Regions from separate parts of the Sus scrofa genome. Here region 2 is linked to region 1. A link is a contact called in public Hi-C data. All regions are on one chromosome and are shown on one strand. Each heading gives the region's core, a stretch centred on a gene start, on an enhancer-like site or on the middle of the called end of the contact. The rest is flanking DNA. Distances are from core to core; before and after follow the strand shown.

The links. A called contact is a pair of places that touch in the nucleus more often than the background predicts.
Region 2: a contact with region 1 is called in a Hi-C map of liver, with 2.4 times the contacts expected there. The contact joins the promoter of PSEN2 here to the enhancer-like site in region 1. A contact is called at or near these places in 1 of 5 promoter capture datasets (liver), 5 of 47 Hi-C or Micro-C datasets (embryonic fibroblasts and liver) and 1 of 2 datasets of contacts at active chromatin or transcription factors (alveolar macrophages).

What each region holds. Positions count from the first base shown.
Region 1 is chr10:14,422,284-14,427,038 of Sscrofa11.1, forward strand. The region is part of intron 3 of ITPKB (inositol-trisphosphate 3-kinase B); the gene reads right to left. Among named protein-coding and RNA genes, the nearest start is that of ITPKB, 45 kb to the right of the region's middle. Within about 2 kb of position 2,793, at least 8 of the 83 cell types and tissues checked have an H3K27ac peak or open chromatin away from gene starts, as enhancers often do. A contact at or near this core is called in alveolar macrophages and liver, where this site is marked.
Region 2 is chr10:14,542,479-14,547,233 of Sscrofa11.1, forward strand. PSEN2 (presenilin 2) reads left to right here and starts at 2,194. Exons shown (of 10, transcript NM_001078666.1): 1 at 2,194-2,334. The coding sequence starts at 2,194. LOC100510923 (a long non-coding RNA gene) reads right to left here. Exons shown (of 4, transcript XR_305804.3): 3 at 4,005-4,103; 4 at 1,806-2,386.

The DNA.
Region 1 (4,755 bases), core at 1,543-4,042:
GTTGGTTTACAGTGTTCTGTCAATTTTCTGCTGCACAGCAAGGCGACCCAGTCACACATACATATATACATTCTTTTTTCTCACATAATCATGCTCCACATGATGGGTTCAATTTCAAATGAGCCCAAACTAAAAACACACACAGCAGAGCTCTGGGAGCAGCAGCAGGTTGTGTCAGCCCTAATCCCGGAGTGGGGGGGGCGGGTAGGCAGCTTCCAGTGGGTCCCAGGGGGTCCAGGGAGGCCCACCCACAGTCCACAGCAGACACGCTGTGTTCTTGGTTCCCAGGTACTTGCTGGATGACCTATGAAGGGCCAATAATAAAACCTAACAGCTCTGGGAAAACAAGATAAAATGCCTGGGAGGGACTCAGTATATATCAAGGACCCACCATGTGCAAGATACTAGGTCTTGATTTTTCATGAGCCTTCGCAACCCTGTATCTGTCCAGTTAATAAAGGAGTAGAAATTCAGTTAACATATAGACGCTACCGTACCTAAAACAGAAAATCACCAAGGACCTACTGCATAGCACAGGGAACTCTTCTCAATATTCTGTAATAAGCTAGATGGGAAAAGGACCTGAACAAGAATGCATGTACGTGTATATATATATATAACTGAATCACTTTGCTGTACACCTGAAACTAACCCAATACTGTAAACCAACTCTATTCCAATATAGAATAAAAATTAAATGGGAAAAAAAAGACAAGCATAGACAAATGTAATAAAGGCTTGGAGTATTCAAAGATAAAAAAAAATAAAGATATTCGATAATGAGAAAGAAAGAGAGACAAAGAAATGAAGAAAGAGAGAAAGAGAGAAAGAAATTCAGCAATCTGCCCAAGGAGCAGAGCTAGAATTCTACTCTAAGTCATCTGACTCCACAGCTTACACTCTTTCCATTACACTAGGCTGCCTGTCAGAATGACTTTTTTATTTTTATTTTTTTTAATCTCCCTTGTCTGGCTTCTAAACTTTCCCAGGTTTTCCGCAGGCCCCAGCCCAGCTCAACTTTCCACTTGGGTAAAAAGAACATCATCCCAGCTGCTGTCCTTGGTCACATGAAATGGTGGGAAGAGGTTTCACAAACACAAGTCCAAACGCCTCTAAATAAACATGGAAGTGGACATCCTTTTTAAGGGGTGAGCTTCTAAAGAAAGCACCCCTGTTCTGAAGCCCTAGCATCCTCCGTGGAAATCAGTGCCAATCTCCCACCCCCCACCCAGTCACAGAGGAGCTGAGCTGAGGCTGAACTTGGCCCCAAGGCCCATGTCCTCCTTCAAAAGCCTGGGGGTCTGGGCCATGTTGGAAGGGAAAGTCACAGCCCAGTCACCCACCCAGGTGACTCCAAAGAAAAAGCTGGAGGGTGCCTGGCATCCCAGGTGACCTGTGGAACAGTTTGAGCCCAGAAAAGGCGGGGAAGGAAAAAAGAGGAAAGAGAGGAAGGAAGGAATGAAACAATGAAAGAAATGAAGAAAGAAAAAAGGAAAGAAATGGAGAAAAAAAGGAAAGGAAGGAAGGAGGAAAGAGGGAGGAACGAAGGTGGGAAGGCAGCCTGCCAGCAACACCAGCACTTTAAAAGCCTTTTTCCCCGTGTGAACACTGCCTCTCCTTTCTCCTTTTCCTCTTTTCCTAACTTGCACCAACAACCCGCAGACAACAAAATCTCCACACCAGGCCCTAAGTCTCCTGGGCCTGGGAGCTGCTTCAGACCCGACAGAGCTCGCAGGTCAGGGAACAAAGCAGGCCCTTCCAGGCAGCACTGCTACAAGAGACCCTCTGGTCAACCTGCTTTTCCAGAAGCTGGACTAAAGTTCCTGTTGGAAAGAGGAAGGCCCAGGAGCCCAAAAGCAGAGCACAGAAGACCCTGAAGATGGCCCCGGGCTTCTAGAAGTGGTCAGGCCCCTCCAGCAGCCCCTGCCTCTCCACCTGCCTCTCCCTGGCTGGTCTAAACCCAGCACCATCCAGCCACACTGAGAACCTCTTTGCACACAGAGATTAGGGAAACCCTTGTCTATGAGTCAAGGTTTTAGAACCTAATTTCTAGACATCAGATCCACTTCTTAGGAGGGTCTAGAGACCACTGCCTGCTGCCCGGCCCACCTTTACACGGTGACCCTTTGTCAGCAACTGAATGTACAGCAAGCTGCAGTACAGTCCACACACACACATACAAACACACACCTGAAAACATAGGTTTCACGAGACAGTACTTGCCACCACTTTGTGGGATGCTCTCTGACCTATGTATCGACTATATTCTAGTTCATGAACACACGCTGGCTGTGACCCATCTATACTGACCCCACGATCCACAGTCTGAAACCCGCTGTGGTTCATAGGAGGCAGTCATCCCATTATGAGTTAACCTCATCTGACCAGGGATCAGACAGAAGGTATCGACCTCTGGCAGCTGATGTGGGTCTCACTGCCCTTTCCTGGAAACTCATTCCTCCACAAAGCCTCAGGCTGGTGCTTTTAAGAGAATTCAAGTTCCCCCAGGGCCCCAGCCTCAGGGGTCTCCCAGCACACTGTGCTGGCTTCTTTGTCTTGGGGACAGCTCTAAAGAACTCGCTGTGTTGTCCCAGAACCGTGCTAGTAACCTTTAAGACGGCACAGAGAATATGAGAAGGGTCAGAGGACCAAAGACAGGTCAATATTTGCCTCATGTTCTGCCAAACTGGATTCTGGAAGCTTCCGACTGGCAAACACAGTTCTTAACGCACTGAGCCACAAAGGGAATTCCCACAGTGACATTCTGGATGGAGCAATCCTTTGCCCTGCTCTGCACTGTTGGAGGCTGGGCAGCCTCGCTGCTTTGCACCCGCACAAAACCAACAGCAACTCCCTTCCAGCTGTGACAGACAAAAATGTCTCTAGACCCAGAGATTACATGTTGCCAGGGCAGTGTTTGAATTCAAGTCTCCTCATTCCTCCTGTCTTCACAGAAAGCTGGGAGGGAGACTGAATAGGATCAATCACAAAAACCAGGAGCTGGACTTACCAGGAATGGCCTGCTAGGCCAACGTCAATAATAAAAGCAGGGAGGGCCATACGCTCCTATTAAAGATACACATTGGGTGGTTTTTTGGGGGCAGGGGTTGTTTAACTTTAGGGCCACACCGTGGCATATGGAGGTTCCCAGGCTAGAGGTCGAATCAGAGCTACCACTGCCAGCCTAAACCACAGCCACAGCAACGCTGGATCCTTAACCCACCGACTGAGGCCAGGGATGGAACCCAGGTCCTCATGGATGCTAGTAAGGTTCCTAACCTGCTGAGCCACAATGGGAACTCCCAAATATACCCACTGCGGTGGCCCCTGAGACACTACAGAGCCCCACCACCACTTCGAACCCCCAGAGTGGGGCTCAGCAAGAGGATGAGGGTAGAGAAAGGAGGGGGAGAGGGAGGCTCAGGACCAGGAAGATGGGAGAAAGGCAGGGCAGGGGAAAAGCCCAGCGTCCCCTAGGCCTCCTCCTTGGCTCTTGGACGGCGGTGCCCTCAGTCCTCCAGCCCCGCCTGCCCCTCACTGAGGACACCCAGCTTCGTGCACTCCCCACTCATTAATGCCCCTCCCTGGGGAATCTCTGAATTCAGTACACTTGGTTGTAATCCTGGCTTTATCGATTATTAGCTGTGTGATTTGTGTGTGTATCTTTTCTAGGGCTGCACCCGTGGCATATGGAGGTTCCCAGGCTAGGGATCTAATCAGAGCTGGTGCCACCAGCCTACGCAATAGCCACAGCAACGCCGGATCTGAGCCACGTCTGTGACCTATACCACAGCTCACAGCAACGCCGGATCCTTAATCCACTGAGCAAGGCCAGGGATCGAACCCGCAACCTCATGGTTCCTAGTTGGATTCGTTAACCACTGAGCCACGTTAACTGTACTAGCTGTGTGATCTGAGCCAACAATTTAATCCCTTTAAGCCTTAGTTTTCCATATTTGTGAAACGGGCGTAATAGTTCTGCTCACAGTTTTGCTGAAGGATTAAATGAGAACTAAGCAGGCGCACAGGAAGTGCTCCTGGTAGCCAGAGTCAGATGTAAGGGACAACCCCAGAAGGTAGATGATAACCTTATTCTTCGGCCCCAACTGCCAGCTCCCACCTCTGACGAGGTCCCAGCTAAGACAGGAAAGGATGGCAGGCCAGGCCCTGCACTTTCTCCTCTGTTTCCTGAGGGCCCCGTCTTCTAGGTGGAGCATTAGCAGCTCTTGTTTCTCAGGGTCCCTTCAGCGACAAAGGGACCGTTAAGATGACTTTCTTCCGGAGAAGGTGCTGCTGGCATTAGCAATGAGCAAAACAACACGCGATACCCTAACATCCAGTGAGGGCCCTGTGTATTTTCTAAGTGTCTCATCACATTTACTAAGGTCACAGAATCCCACAGCAGAGATACTGCAGGCATGACGTGATCCCAGCCTCGCCCTTAGGCTTGAGTCCCATAAGGACTGTAGGGGGCGCCATCTGTCCCCCCAAGTGCATGGATCACACTTGGGGATGCCAGCTTCCTCCTTAAGGACAGACAGAGTGTCCCTAGTTAAAAAGAGGACACCCCCGGATGTTAATTCATCCAGCCTTCTTGGGGCCACATCATACCAGCAGCCACCGAACAAACTGGTTCGCTGTGATCTGGAGGCGTTATGACCTGAGGACAACACCACATAGTTCACCGGACTAGAAAACACGGGCACGTGGCGACTGCACATTGGTAGGTGCAGGAGGAAATCCGCTGGCACAGGC
Region 2 (4,755 bases), core at 944-3,443, 120 kb after region 1:
ACTGCGCTGGCCCCCATCTGCCAGCTTTGGTTCTTGCTGCCTGTCTGGCCCCGTCGCCTCTCCCGGTGACACACCTCCCATCGCCGTTCCCCTGGTCCTCATGCTCCAGCCACAACAGATTGCTGGGTGTCGTCACAAGGGGCCCCGTCAGGTCCCCCATCCCACCATCCGTTGATGAGGTTACTTTCCTAACCTCTGAGGCCAGTTTCATGTCCCTCTTTGTCCTGGAGGCTGAGACATCTAATCCCCACTGTTGGTAGACTGTCCCCCCCGTTTAGTCTTAAGTAGCCCAGTGTCCTGTCACCCCCTCCTGGCAGTTACCTACTTTGCTTCCTAGCACTGAACTCAGGGGAGCTCCGCGTATTCTTTCTGAACCCCTGTGGGAGCTGTGGGGAGCCTTCTGTAAGGGCCTGAGTCCTCGAGGTGAGCAGAGCCAGGCTTGGGGATGAGCTGAAGTCCACTTGGGCATGATCCAGGCCACAGCCTAGGGCAGTGTTGTCAAAAAAAAAAAAAAAAAAAAAAGCAGTCACAGACCCTGCCAAGCGGAACGGAACTGGCCGGGTCAGTAGAAGGAAGCGTCCTGCTCTGTTTGAAAATCATCGATTCTGGGGGCAACTGACGTGGAGAGGAACTTGGAGCCGAGAGCAGCCCTGGCTGTCCCTGTGGCCTGAGGCTCGGCCCAGGGTTCAGGGAGGCTAGTGACAGGGACGCTGGCCCTGCTGGCAGCTCAGCTGTCCTGTTGGGGGTTGGAAGGCTTGGGACTGCCTGGCGCCCACGTGGTGCTCCAACCACACCACTGGGGCAGCACAGCGTCTTCAGGGACCGGCTCCGTCCTGTGTAGTCCCTTCAGCCTTGGTTTTCCTGTGAGTCCTGCCCTCAGCTATACTTCCCCAACACACACACACACACACACACACACACACACGTGCTCGCTTCTCGTGGTCTTGGCTCACTGCTCCCGTGGCTGCCACTTCTCAACTCATGACTCTCATCTCCTTCCCCTGCTCCCGACACGGGGCACTCTCCCCACCACCCCAGGCAGCTGCCCCTTTTCGCCCATTTACATTCAGTAGGTTCCTGGATCAGATTAACCGTTATTTACCCGTCCTGGACTCTGTCCTGTTCCATCCCCCACCTCTGACCCTGACTGTCTCCCTCCCACTGTTTCTGGATTCTCTGCCCTCGCTCTCATCCATCTTGCTGCCACCTTAAGCCTGATTCACTTCCCATGATTGTCTCCCTCTCTTCTTTTTACCCCTTTCTTAGTCAGTGGCCAGACATATTTATTTTTTTAGGGCTACACCTGCAGCATATGGAGGTGCCCAGGCTAGGGGTCAAATTGGAGCTGCAGCTGCTGGCCTACACCACAGCCACAGCAACACCAGATCCAAGCCGCATCTGTGACCCACACCACAGCTTGCAATAACGCTGGATCCTTAACCCACTGTGTGAGGCCAGGGATTGAACCCATGTCCTCACGGATACTAGGCAGGTTCTTTTCTGCCGAGCCATAACAGGAACTCTGCCAGATATGTTTGTAACCAGAGATCTGATCTGTCACCTCTGTCCTTGGGGGATGAAGTATATCTCCTTAACATGGCACCAGAGACCCTCCACAGCACCTCTCCCCAAGCCCCAGCAGTGCCAGGCTCTGGCTAGAACATTCTTCACACCCTCTGCCCTTCCCTCCCACCTAGGAAAGTCTGTCTCCATCAGATGACGTTATCGTCTCTATAAAGCTTTCCTGATCTCTGAGATGTAATTCTTCTTTGTGCTTCAGTACCTCTTGGTGAACACCTGGATTATATCATTTGTCACATTGGATAGCTGGTTTTTATTGGTTTTAGGACAAAAGTGTTGGCACATTATGGGTACTGAACGGGTGTTTGTTGATTCAATAAGTGAGTGTACTGACAGTCTGGAGTGGCCAGGACATTTTTGGTTGGGAGTTTTGCCCCATGGACTGGATCTCCTCTGGCCAGTCCCTCTTGAGGCTGCTACAGCCTCTGTGGTGGCCCCTGGGGACCGTGGCTTTATAGCAGCCCTTTGACACTTGTGTCCTAGGTGGTCAGTTTGGGCAGGACCTGAGTCCAGGTCTTAAAGCTGCCTCTCACCCTCCTCTGCCTTTGCCTTGTAGGAAAGTGGAACAGAGTCCGCTGTGCTCCTTTTCCAGGCACTTTCGGAGGAGGGGCCATGCTCACTTTCATGGCCTCTGACAGCGAGGAAGAAGTGTGTGACGAGCGGACGTCCCTGATGTCGGCCGAGAGCCCCACGCCTCGCTCCTGCCAGGAAGGCAGGCAGGGCCTGGAGGATGGAGAGAGTGCTGCTCAGTGGGTAGGTTCCTGCCAGTGGTCTGAGGCCCCCAGACAGGGCCCTGGGTCCGTACCTAATGGATAGAAACAGGAGGGAAGGGAAAGAGCAGATGAGAATTGGCTGAAAGGACAGGTGGTCTGCTGAGTGGATCTTAAGTCTGTGAAGGCTTCACAGTAGACTCTGCACGTACACAGCCTGTTAAAGGTCAACTCTGCAGGGCGCTGAGTGATTCCTTCCGCCCTGGCCCTGCCCATTGGGTTCCCCTTCCTAGTGCAGGTTACTGTTTCAATAGGAACCAGAGAGTGAGTTTGGATGCTGGGACAGGCAGCACAGAAGCTAGGAAATTGAGGAAATTGCTGGAGAGAACTTTTTTGGTAGATGGCCAGACATGGTAACCAGGAGAGTGGTATACCTGTCTCACGTTTGGCTTTGGAGCTGGTTATGTGTCTTCGTCCATTCAGGCCACCAGCACAAAATTACTGTAGCCTGCGTGGCTTATAAACAACAGAAATGTATTTTTCACTACTCTAGGGACTGGGAAGTTCAAAGTCAAGGTGCTGGCAGCTCTGATTCTGTTGAGAGCCCACTTCCTGGTTCATAGGTGGCTGATTTCTGTATCCTCACGTGGCAGAAGGTGGGAGGGCACTCTCTGGGTCCCCCTTTATAAGGGCACGAATCCCATTCATGAGGGCTGCACCCTCATGACCTAGTCATCTCCCAAAGGCTGCACCTGCAAACATCATCACAGCCTGTGAATTCGGGGGACACAGACGTCAAGCCCATAGCAGGAGGGGTGGGCTGCACTGTGTGGTCTTAACCTCTGCAGCCTGCAGGACAGATTATTACATTATGAACTGGAGGATATATGTGGGAGAGTGACCAGCCAAGCCACCTTCCTCCCCATCAGGGTAAAACTACACCTGAATCTGCCTGAATTCCCATCTCCATTTCACCTGTAGGATTTCTTTATTCCAGTAGGCCTTGTTCTCCTTTGCTGAAACTTGAGCTCCCTTCTGTCCTCCTCTGGGCTCCAAGAGAGATCTCATCAGCTCAAGGCTACGGAATAGCTACTCCAGAGCCATTTCTTTCTTTCTTTCTTTCTTTTTTTTTTGCCTTTTCTAGGGCCGCTTCCCACAGCACATGAAGGTTCCCAGGCTAGGGGTTGAATCGGAGCTGTGACCACTGGCCTATGCCAGAGACACAGCAACACAGGATCCGAGCCTTGTCTGCGACCTACACCACAGCTCACAGCAATGCCAGATCCTTAACCCACTGAGCAAGGCCAGGGATTGAACCCGCAACCTTATGGTTCCTAGTTGGATTTGTTAACCACTGAGCCATGATGGGAACTCCCGGAGCCATTTCTTTTTTTTTTTTTTTTTTTTTTGTCTTTTGTCTTTTGTCTTTTTTTTTTTGCTGTTGTTGTTATTGTTGCTATTTCTTGGGCCGCTCCCGCGGCATATGGAGGTTCCCAGGCTAGGGGTCGAATCGGAGCTGTAGCCACCGGCCTACGCCAGAGCCACAGCAACTCAGAATCCGAGCCGCGTCTGCAACCTACACCACAGCTCACGGCAACGCCGGATCGTTAACCCACTGAGCAAGGGCAGGGATCGAACCCGCAACCTCATGGTTCCTAGTCGGATTCGTTAACCACTGCGCCACGACGGGAACTCCCCGGAGCCATTTCTTACTCGTTTCTTTGTCTTTTCTTTCCTGGAGTTTTTGCGCATCTCAGTTGTTTTTAGTTGTTTTCCCTTCCTTCTCAACTGAATATCTAGATGAAATTCTCTCTGCAAAGAACAGACACCAAAGAACAGTCATTTTAAATGTTCGTTTCATTTGGCTTTGTCTTGGCTGTTCACATAATTAACAAGGCAGCTAATGACCCTGAATGATCACAATTCCAAAACAGGTTCTTGCAGATCAGCTTGTGCCAGCATCTGGCAGGCGTCCCCCATCCTCCTTCGCTGCCTCCTCGTTTCGCTCTCCCACCTCCCATGGCCCAGATCCTCCCCGGGCTTGATGCTCAGTTCGCCTCTTTGGTTCAGAGCTGCAAATGTTGCATGCTGGATTTAGGGGGGGCGGGGGCGGGAGGGGGGCACAGAAAATTCAAAGTCATTTCTTCCTCTGCAAATTCCCCGTGTCTTGATTACAAAGAGAGTCACCCTTCTAGTTTGTCCATTTTGATTTGCCAACCAAAAATGTTTACTCTCTGCCTTCCTCCTGTCACCTGGCCTGTCCCCTCCCAGGCTGGTAAGGCCATGTGAACAGAGCCGAGTTGCATCACGAGTCCCTTCCTGAGGGTGGGGAAGGTCTTTAGATGCAAACACCATTCTGCCCACCGTCTCTTCCACGGCTGCCTCGGCCTGCCTCCGGGCATCTCTCAATCTCTGGTTGTCCCCAGAAACTTTTCAGATGTCCTGGAATCCCACCGCTCCCACC